3 separate regions of the Mus musculus genome follow, and regions 1 and 2 are each linked to region 3. The links are chromatin contacts, called in public Micro-C and promoter capture Hi-C maps. All regions are on one chromosome and are shown on one strand. Each heading gives the region's core, a stretch centred on a gene start, on an enhancer-like site or on the middle of the called end of the contact. The rest is flanking DNA. Distances are from core to core; before and after follow the strand shown. Region 1 overlaps Syne2 (spectrin repeat containing, nuclear envelope 2). Region 2 overlaps Sptb (spectrin beta, erythrocytic). Region 3 holds the start of Akap5 (A kinase (PRKA) anchor protein 5).

Region 1 (3,056 bases), core at 23-2,522, 310 kb after region 3:
GTGTCTTCATCCCTGGTAGGAGGCCAAGGCTGGTCTGCGGGGCACAGCTTGGGGAGAGGCCACCTTAAGCAGCCAGCAAACCTCTGCTGTTATGACAGCAATCACACCGCTGAGGTGTCGTCATCCCAGCCCCTCCCTGGAGAGACACACAAGTCCCCGCCTTTGGGCTGAGCCACCGAGCTTTTCTCAGAGTGACTTCAGACAAGGAAGCCGAGTTCAGGGCGCCCCTGCTAACAGGGCACGCAGTGTTTAGCTGGTCTTCGAGAGCTTGGACGTTTAGTCTCACTCCGATGAACTCATTATTTATCCACAATAACCTTGTGGTTATGGATCGCAGGAACAGATACTGGGTTCAGTTTAATGCCAGTCTTGTGAGTTCATCTCATTTAGACCCAACAAAAAATTTTCTATGAGCTAACCTGTGCTACCAGAGGAGGAAAATCAGGTTGAGAAGGGAATTAATTGGTCAATGTTCACAGTTCATGTGACCCCGGGCTGGTTTCCGTTCTGGGCTGTTATTCACTCCTGTCCCCTCAGAGTGGCTGATCACACAAAGAATTTCAAAGACTCATCGGGAACACGGCGAGTGGCTTTAGAGCCATGGGAGGAGCAGCCTGTTGCTTTAAGAGCACGTTGCCCCACCTTGGCAGGAGTTGGTGACTAGGTAAACCCTCACTCCTGCCTGCCTATCTTACCTGGCACCCCGCCAGCTCCTCTTCCACCACCTGTTGCATGTCCGCGTCTACAGTTTCTGGCTCAAAGGCCACGTTGGCTTGTTGCAGCCACAGCTCCAGCTTGGCCACTTGGGTCTTGCAGACACGGAGGATGTCTGCAGGCCGAGGCCTACTTCTCTCCACGGTGGACTCAAAAGCTCCTTGTTCTCTAGGAAAGTCCAGGAGTGCAGCTTCAATGGGGGGTGTGGCACCCTAAAATGAAGCCAAAGATAGTCCAGCAGTGAGAAGGCAGGAATCCAAGGCTTTTCCACCCGGGGCTTGGAAAGACCCGAGAACCTGCCTCCCCCTCTCCCCCTCCTCCCCGGTGAAAAGAAACAAAGTAAGGACAGAAGGAGGAAGAAAAGAAAAAAGAAAAATGCACCTCCACGCTCATAGCAACGGCCACGTGACCCGGTGGCATGGGTTTCCAGGCAGCCGACCTGCATGTACACAGGTACAGTGTTCCCGGGCCCAGAGGCGGAGAGTGGCGATCCCCGGGAGACAGGTGAGGGAGAGAGAGCGTATGAGGGTGTGTATCCCAAACACTTCAGGGAGCTGGCCAGTGCTTAAAGTGGCATGACACATGATGATTAAGCAAGGCATTACACGGCTGTGCACCCAACAACCAAAACTAAAACCGAGTCAGAAAAATGGCCTCTTCATGCTGGCAGGGCTTAACAATATGCTGGAATCTGCCGCCCGATTGTAACATCTTCCCAAGTAGCAAGATTGCACTTTAGTTTCTCTTTACCCATCTAAATTCTCTGTTAAAAACAGGTTGGGGCAAGTAATGAACTTCCTGGAGCAATAAAGAATGTTTTCTCCATTCCCCGAGAGGGGGGAAAAATCCCTAAACTGGCTTTTGCTTTTTCAGAAGTGGAGTTAAGAACCGACTGCTTTGGTGTGAAGTTTGAATTAAGTGTGACATATTTTCAATGTATTGAGGCAACTAGATATCTTACCAATACAAAAGCAAACTTTCTCCCAGAGAGAAGATGCAACTGAACTATTCCACACTTACGGATTTATTTGTTTCAACATGGAGGTAGGGATTGGTTTTAACGTGATAGTCTTGCCTGACACTATAGGACCCGCCCTCTCCCAGGATATGCAGAGAGGACACTGTCTCTTCTGGAAAATCCCTTCAGACATAGGGCTTAGCATTCTGATCTGTACAAATACTGGTCTCCATGTGCGAATTAGAATTAAAATGAATTCCAACATTTCCCACTTTAAGATTGTGCGCAAACTTGTTAACAAAGCACGGTTGAGACAAACAACACGCTTCTAACAGGAGTTGCTTACAAACATACATCCTACCTCAAAAAATATAACCTCCGAGGGGTTAGATTCTTCCTGACTACCTACTACTTTACATGTCTGCTCTTTTCCAGTAAAAGGCTATTTCTTAGGCTTGGGTATCCTCAATGGGAGGATATTTGCCTGGTTGGGTAAGAGGCCCTGAGTTTGATCCTAGCATCCCCAAGCCCCAAAAGCAATAATGACAACCCAACAAACAAAACCAACAAACTGTCTGCCCTCATCCACCCAATTTTATAGTTTTCTTCAAGGCTGGCATTCTCTGCTCCCCCAGTGTTTTCCCTGAGCCTCACACACCGCTCCGCCCACCCTGGCTCCACAGGTCTCAGTGGTCACTGTTAAGGTAAACAGTCATTGGGACTACTGTCAGGCATTGATTTCTAGCCTGACTAGTTATATAAATAAGTGATTAGCTATTTCCAAGTTTTGGATATGACTATACCTTAGTAGCAAAGATTGTGTGGCCTTTTTTTCTGTTATCTGACATCATCAGTTATAATAGTAAGTGGTTAATCTGTAATAACTAATTTATCACCTGTCTTAATTTATTCTAGATTTTTATTTGACTACCTCTGGCAGGTCATGTACATATAGTTTTAAGTGCCAGTACTTAGCCATTCTGCTTTCTTACTACCACACTTCAGGAGGAAATGAGCAAGCTGGGTGACTAATCCGCCCTTTATTTAAACCTGAAAAGAATCCAAAGGGGGTGGGGGTGGAGGAAAAAACAATTATGTGCAACCTTAGAAGAGCTCAAAGTGGCCTCAGGATGCCCAGGATTCTCGGGGTGTACAGCTCGCTCCCCACCCTACTTTTTTTTTTTGGCAGTTCCGCACTCCAGAGACAGGAGTCAGTTCTAGCTTCCCATGCCACCAAAGTGCATTAGGCCTGGACATAGGCTATTAGCACAGGGGCTCCGGCTCTGTGATCTTTAAATCAGGAGTTCCCAGTAACTTCCTAAACAACAACCCTGCTTATATAGACCCTGCTTGCCCTAAATCCTGAGGGCAGAAATCATTTCAG
Region 2 (2,940 bases), core at 310-2,809, 270 kb before region 3:
TCTCATGAATGGGCCTGGGGTGCCATGGCTCTCCTGCTGGTCCTATCTGTGCAGTCTGGTGTCGGGTCCTGTAGTTTAGATACATGCCACATTGCTTCGTGTAAAAGCCCTTACTAATGCATGTCGCTTCCTGCTGGAGTTACGAATGGGAGTGGAACACCACGTACCCCTTGCCCTGCCTGGATAGTGCCTGGATAGGTGGCACCCTGCGGGCCTTGATCCAGCCTTCCCTTTCCTGTGTGTGTACATGCAATGACTGAGCTGCCAAACCATCACTGTGCACTGCCACTACTGCCCCTCGCCTCTGCATGTTAGAATGCATTCTGGTAAAAGCCGGACCCTTCCCACAGGTAAGTGTGAGGCCAAGCCAGAGACACAAGGTATCACAAGAAGCAAGACTCGGGATGAAGTCAGAATGTCTGGGGTCTGGTCTTTGGTTCTGGTTAACCTGTGTGGGTTTGGAATCCTCTCCCCGTCCCCAAGCCTCTTGCCTTATAAAGGTCTTTTTGTAAGGTTACAGAAAGTCCACAGTCCCACGAGTCAGCGACGTAGCCTTCCAAGGGGGAGACTGAGAGGATGGCTTTCCTATTTTCCTTCCATCTGCTCCTAACTCTGAGATTCCGGAAGCTACTGTGAAATCAGGATGGGGAAGGAGAGGTCACAGCCTAGGGTGTTTGCCCTTGTCCCTCTTTGAGGAAAGGACTGAGGTTCAAACCTATATAATGCCAGAAGTGGAGCCCTGAGGGGGCCTTCAGCCGGAGGGTAAAGCAGGAGGACTTTCTGGCAAGAGACAGGCACCCTCTCTGCCTCCTGTGCTTCCCTTCCCCTGGGAAAGATCCGGTCCTCTCCTGAATGTTCATCTTCCAGGCATTGCTCCTCAGACTGCCCAGTGTTGTGTTTGTAGGAAGATGTTTCCTCCTAGGAGAGAAGAGAGCAAGCTCTCATGGGGTTAAAGAGAGTGTGAGTTTCCTCAGGCTCAAAACCTCTTCCTACACACTGCTGTGTCACACTGTCCCTGCTGGGATGACAGGAGTGACACCCCTGAAAGACTCAGATGCTGTTGGGGGCTGTAACGAGAAACAGTCTTAGTTTGGAACCAACCTACCCTTCCTGCCTCCAAGTCCCCAGGCTAGGCCCAGTGTGCAGTGCAGGGGGACCCCAAGGATCAAAGCCACTCCAGACGGTGTCAGAGTGGGTGCTACTCATGGTCAGTCTGGCAGGGACGAATCTTACCCCAGGGTAGTTCCCAGCCACCACTCTTTAAGTGTGACCTTCCATGAATGGCCACACAGCCAACTTCCCCTGAGACAGGCTGATCGTCAGAGTAGGGCTGCCAGGGTAATCTGAATCTTGCTGATCTTCCTTCCATTGTCTCAGAGGCTTTGGGAGAGCAGCCAGCACATGTGAGTGAGGGGCTGTACCCCAAGGGCTGTGCAGGCACCAGGATCTCGGGGTCCATGGCCACCCCTGTGGCAAGGCCTTGATAGCTCCAGCCACAGTTGCCCCCAGCAGCCAGCTTTGCTCAGCAGCCAGCAGTGAGGCTCTGACGTTGGTGGATGCTGTGCGAGTGGGATAGCAGCTGTTTCTTCTTGCCTAAACAGCTTTCCCAGTCCTTGCCCCTCCCACACCCCCAAACAGCAGCTTTTTCAGACATTTTGCCTCAAATGCAAATCCTCTTTGTTCCAAATGGGCAGTCTCTGCCTGAAACAGACGTCAGCCTTGCCCCAAACTTGGGCGTGTTTCTCTCTCCCCAGGATGCCTGAGTCAGCGTGGCAAGGGTGTGTCTGCCTGCAGTCTGGCACTGTGCCCTGGCTCCCTAGAGAAACCTTCTCTCTTTCTGGGCGTTACACACAGCAGGGTGTGGCCAGCTCTCTCTTTGCTATGCCAGATGCTAATGCCTGGTCCTTCTGCTGCAAAGTCTCCCCCAAGTTTCTTGTTTCAAGCTCTATGTTCTCCAGTCCCCTGTCCCCCAATACCGATGGACTCAGGATGAGACTCAGCTAACATTCGGGAGCACCTGGGAAGTGGGTGGAGAACTGCCTACTTGACAGTGCCAGGGTCCAGGCCTCTAAAGTCAGCTCACAGGTCATACACATTGAAAACCACCTCGCTTGCTCTCTGGTGGCAGTGGGTCAGGCGGCCTCCTGTGTCCAAGAGAAGCCTCCACTTCCCTTTGCTTTGTCCAGTGCCATGAACCATATTCCCTCTATCTTGCCCAAGCTCCTCAGTAGACAACAGTTGCCCCTTGGAGTGTAGGATTGAGCCTCTCTGCTTCCAAATCCCACTCCTGGCAGCCCCTCACCATCTCCTGGCCTGCCATATGCCAGTCTGCCTTTCCTTCTCCACCCTACACTTCTGGTTCAGCAAAGCCTCTCCTTTGGGGGAACTGTCGACCCCAAGGCTCCGTGGTCTCATGCATGTCTTTGGCTGCTTTTCGACTCAGCAAACGGATTCTTTCTCTTCTCTTGCAAACAACTGTTTTCAGGTACCCTTCGCAAGCTATCTAGACAACCCTTCTCCGTCACAGCCCAGGGGCCAAGACGTCAGGCACTGGGGAGAATAAACATCCCGAACTGCTAGGGTTGCTGCTCACCCTGCCCTCACCTGGCACTGTTTGGTTGCCTAAAGCATCTAGCAGTGTGTCTTTTGTGGTGCAAATCCCATTTCCAGCAGAGAAGAGAGCAGATCATACCACCTTAACAAATTGGCCACATGCCTGATGTAAGCTGGGCACATCTCATTTAGACTGGGAACCCAACAGGTGATACTTTCTTCAGCAGTCACGGTATTATGCGCACATAAACACACCTGGACTGAATAGAAAAAGCATTGTGTTTGGAGCTAAGCAGACCCATCTTCTACCTTCCATTGTTAGATATATGGCTGTGGGCAGATTTCCTGTTCCCCGTAATCTGTAAAACAGAGAGCCTGTGAGGCTTG
Region 3 (2,926 bases), core at 176-2,675:
CGTGAGACCCTGTCTCAGAAAAACATGTAAAACTAAACTGACACATAGCTTAGTGACAGAACATTGGCCTAACGTGCCACAAGATTCTGGGTTTGAGCCCCAGTGCCACCAAAAAAAGTAATAGTCCACAGAATGGCAAGGCTTAAGGAATGAGGACCTGGAATGACTAGCTAACAACAGCTCCGTGCATTTTAGGTGCTGAGCCCTGAGTTAGGCGCAGGGGAGCCTTTCATGCATATTCTTCACAGAGCTTTCACTTGGGTACCAGTTCCCAATTCTCTGTAGAACTGGAACCCTGAAAAACCGTTTTAAGAGCTAAGGCTTTTCTTTTGTTTTTTTAAGGGTAAGTATTGAAAGCTTCATCTTTCTACAAAGAAACATAAAATTCTAGAATGATGGGACCAGTATAACATTTGCAGTCTCTCCTCACACACCCTAGCACTAGAACTAGAACCCAGTCTTAATGGCTTCCACGTCTTCTTTCCCTGAGCCTCCAGCGCTCTAGAGATCATTCCTTCTAAGTGTGTGTATTAATAGAAGAAATATTCAAATGAGATTATATTCCGGAAAGTCTCTGAAACTAACCTAAATGGCCTAGATGGTTGCACGAGAGGTTTCTTTTAATGTACATCACTGTAGAGATCAACACCCCAACAAGTGTAGGCGAGGCAGGGAAAGGATGCAGCCTGCAGGCATTAAAACTTTGCAGAGTGTTAAGACTGCAAATGATTCACCTTTACCTTCGAGAGGACCATTATTGTCTTGGAAACCTTAAAGTCCCTGCTGTCCTTTCCTGGCAGAATCTCCTGTCCAAGACCACAGAAAACAACCACCACCCTTCTCCCCTTGAGCAACAGAGAGCAACCACTATCTGAACAGAGCAAGGAACCCTTCCCAGCACTAGACACGAACCGCGAAGCTTCCTCCTGGAGGAAGGATTCTCCAAGCTTGACGCCCCTATGGCAGGAGACAGAGCTCAGGATAAAGTGCTCAGAAAGGAAAATACCGGGGGCGTGGAATAGATAGCCCAGCTTCAAGCTATCTGCAGAACTATCATAGCCCGGAGCCGAAAATCACAGTTCCCCAGAAAACCCCTAAAGGAAAAGGGTTAGGTAGGCAGCCGGTGCCAAAGCAGCAGCTGCAACTCGTGCGAAGCGAGCGGGCGGCAGAACAGCCCAGGGTCACCCACCTGGAGCCGTCTGAGGATCGGCGACCTTGCAGTCGTGTCCCTCACAATCTGGTGACCAGGACCCGGGGTCTGCCGCCGTTACCAGGGCTCAGTGCACCAGATTCTGACCCAGAGCCTCTAGTCTTGCCTCTACTTACCCAGATCGTCGCGGTCTCTGGCCAGCTCTGCTCCCGAGGTCGAGGAGCACGGGCCCAAACAACGGAGAGCCCCGGAGACCGCGGAGCGCGCAGCCCTCTGCAGAGGGACCGCAGCCGCGCGCCCCCTCCCCAGCGCGGAGAGAGACAGCTGGTCGCGCCAATGCGCGTGGAGCAGTGGGGCGGGGCTAGGGCCGGGGGCGGGGTGAACTCAGCCAGCCACCTGCCAGCCGACTGCCCAGCGGCCTGGGAGAGACCTCCGTGCTCCCGCCCCGGACGCATCACCGCTGCATAAAGACATCAGGACCAGGGTGGAGGGACCACTAAAGCAAAGCAGGAGGACTGCAAGAGGGTAGAAACCCCTCATTTCCTGAGACGCACATCCGTAAAAACCTTGTTTGAATTTATAAGGCTCCCACCGTGAATCCCCCCTGGAACATTAAAGACAAGGTAGAAAGCATATCTACAGATAAAGATTGATGGGAAAGATGGCTCAGCGGTGAACAGCACGTATTTCTCTTCCAGGGGGTTTAAGATCGATCCCCATACACCCACATTAGGCGGCTCACAACCACCTGTAACCAGCCCTAGCTGGATCTTTTGCAAAAACAAAATTAAAAAGCAAGATTCATAACAGTACAGAGACAATAAGGGGCCGGGGGAGGATTTTATTTTATTTATTTTGTCGAGACAGGGTTTGTCTGTGTAGCCTTGCTTGTCCTGGGACTCACTCTGTAGACCAGGCTGGCCTTAAACTCACAGGGATCCACCTGTCTCTGCCTCCAGAGTACTGGGATTAAAGGCCTGTGCCACCATCCACTGGCAGACATTTTATTTGTGTAGCTCTGTACGACCGACCTGAAACTCATTGTGAACCAGCCTGGTATTGAACTCACTGAGATTCACCCACCTCCACCTCAGAAGCTGCACCTGGCTATGGAGAAAATTATATATATATGGTGAGAAACAGAAATAAACTCACTAAACAGAACCTCAACCTGGTACTGGTACAGTCCTCACTCTGGAACAGGAAGGTGTCAGCTCAGGTGGGAACCAGCACAAATATGGCTCTGTGCACACAAAGGTGTGGCCTCCCCAGCTCAGGGCCTGTGGCTTTGGGATGTTTTCAAGCTGAGACCCTGTAAGTCACACACACACTCTGACAGGCTTGTTTCACCATGTCCAAACCTCAGGCTCTGTGCACACCAGGCAAATACCCTTTGCTCCAAATGGGGCTGGAATAGTGAGCACCCTCATCTCCGTCCCCACTTGAGAGGAACAAGGTAAGCAGACCCCAAGGGATGTCCTAAAGGAAACAGTAATCCAGCCGCGGTTCTGATATGAGATGTCACATGGGCCATGTTCTGTGCTCACCTGTCAGCATGGATGTGGTACTCCAGCAGGCCTCAGCCTCCTCCAGGGCTCCTCCTAGCACAGAGCTCGAAAGCCCCAGGGACGCGGAAGAACAAGACCCTGTCCCCTTTCTTAAGTGGACCATGACCTTTGAGAGGTCAATATCAGATGTCCACTTGGGGATGGTTTTTCAAGGAATATATTTTACCTTCCTCAGACTCTCTAGTCTAGATTTACTCCAACCAGACCT

Evidence for each region. Promoter capture Hi-C pulls out the DNA fragments that hold promoters and counts their contacts. A called contact is a pair of places that touch in the nucleus more often than the background predicts.
Region 1: a Micro-C map of the G1E-ER4 cell line shows a contact between it and region 3, with 4 times the contacts expected there. The contact joins the enhancer-like site here to the promoter of Akap5 in region 3. A contact is called at or near these places in 8 of 39 promoter capture datasets (the C10 cell line, cranial neural crest, embryonic stem cells and 3 more), 4 of 15 datasets of contacts at CTCF or cohesin (the G1E-ER4 cell line, embryonic stem cells, pro-B cells and 1 more), 64 of 484 Hi-C or Micro-C datasets (B cells, the Ba/F3 cell line, CD4 T cells and 34 more) and 5 of 115 datasets of contacts at active chromatin or transcription factors (the HPC-7 cell line, astrocytes, bone marrow-derived dendritic cells and 2 more).
Region 2: a contact with region 3 is called in a promoter capture Hi-C map of hippocampal neurons, with 2.3 times the contacts expected there. The contact joins the enhancer-like site here to the promoter of Akap5 in region 3. A contact is called at or near these places in 4 of 39 promoter capture datasets (hippocampal neurons, liver, neutrophils and 1 more), 1 of 15 datasets of contacts at CTCF or cohesin (the NIH/3T3 cell line), 1 of 484 Hi-C or Micro-C datasets (B cells), 1 of 115 datasets of contacts at active chromatin or transcription factors (bone marrow-derived macrophages) and 1 of 9 other capture datasets (embryonic stem cells).

Annotation. Positions count from the first base shown.
Region 1 is chr12:76,013,352-76,016,407 of GRCm38.p6, reverse strand. Syne2 (spectrin repeat containing, nuclear envelope 2) reads right to left here. Exons shown (of 116, transcript NM_001005510.2): 66 at 696-926. Among named protein-coding and RNA genes, the nearest start is that of Mir5101, 110 kb to the right of the region's middle. Within about 2 kb of position 1,272, at least 70 of the 459 cell types and tissues checked have an H3K27ac peak or open chromatin away from gene starts, as enhancers often do. A contact at or near this core is called in B cells, the G1E-ER4 cell line and uterus, where this site is marked.
Region 2 is chr12:76,592,825-76,595,764 of GRCm38.p6, reverse strand. The region is part of intron 32 of Sptb (spectrin beta, erythrocytic); the gene reads left to right. Among named protein-coding and RNA genes, the nearest start is that of AI463170, 46 kb to the right of the region's middle. Within about 2 kb of position 1,559, at least 197 of the 459 cell types and tissues checked have an H3K27ac peak or open chromatin away from gene starts, as enhancers often do. A contact at or near this core is called in the NIH/3T3 cell line, bone marrow-derived macrophages and hippocampal neurons, where this site is marked.
Region 3 is chr12:76,323,390-76,326,315 of GRCm38.p6, reverse strand. It overlaps Akap5 (A kinase (PRKA) anchor protein 5), which reads right to left and starts at 1,425. Exons shown (of 2, transcript NM_001101471.1): 1 at 1,327-1,425.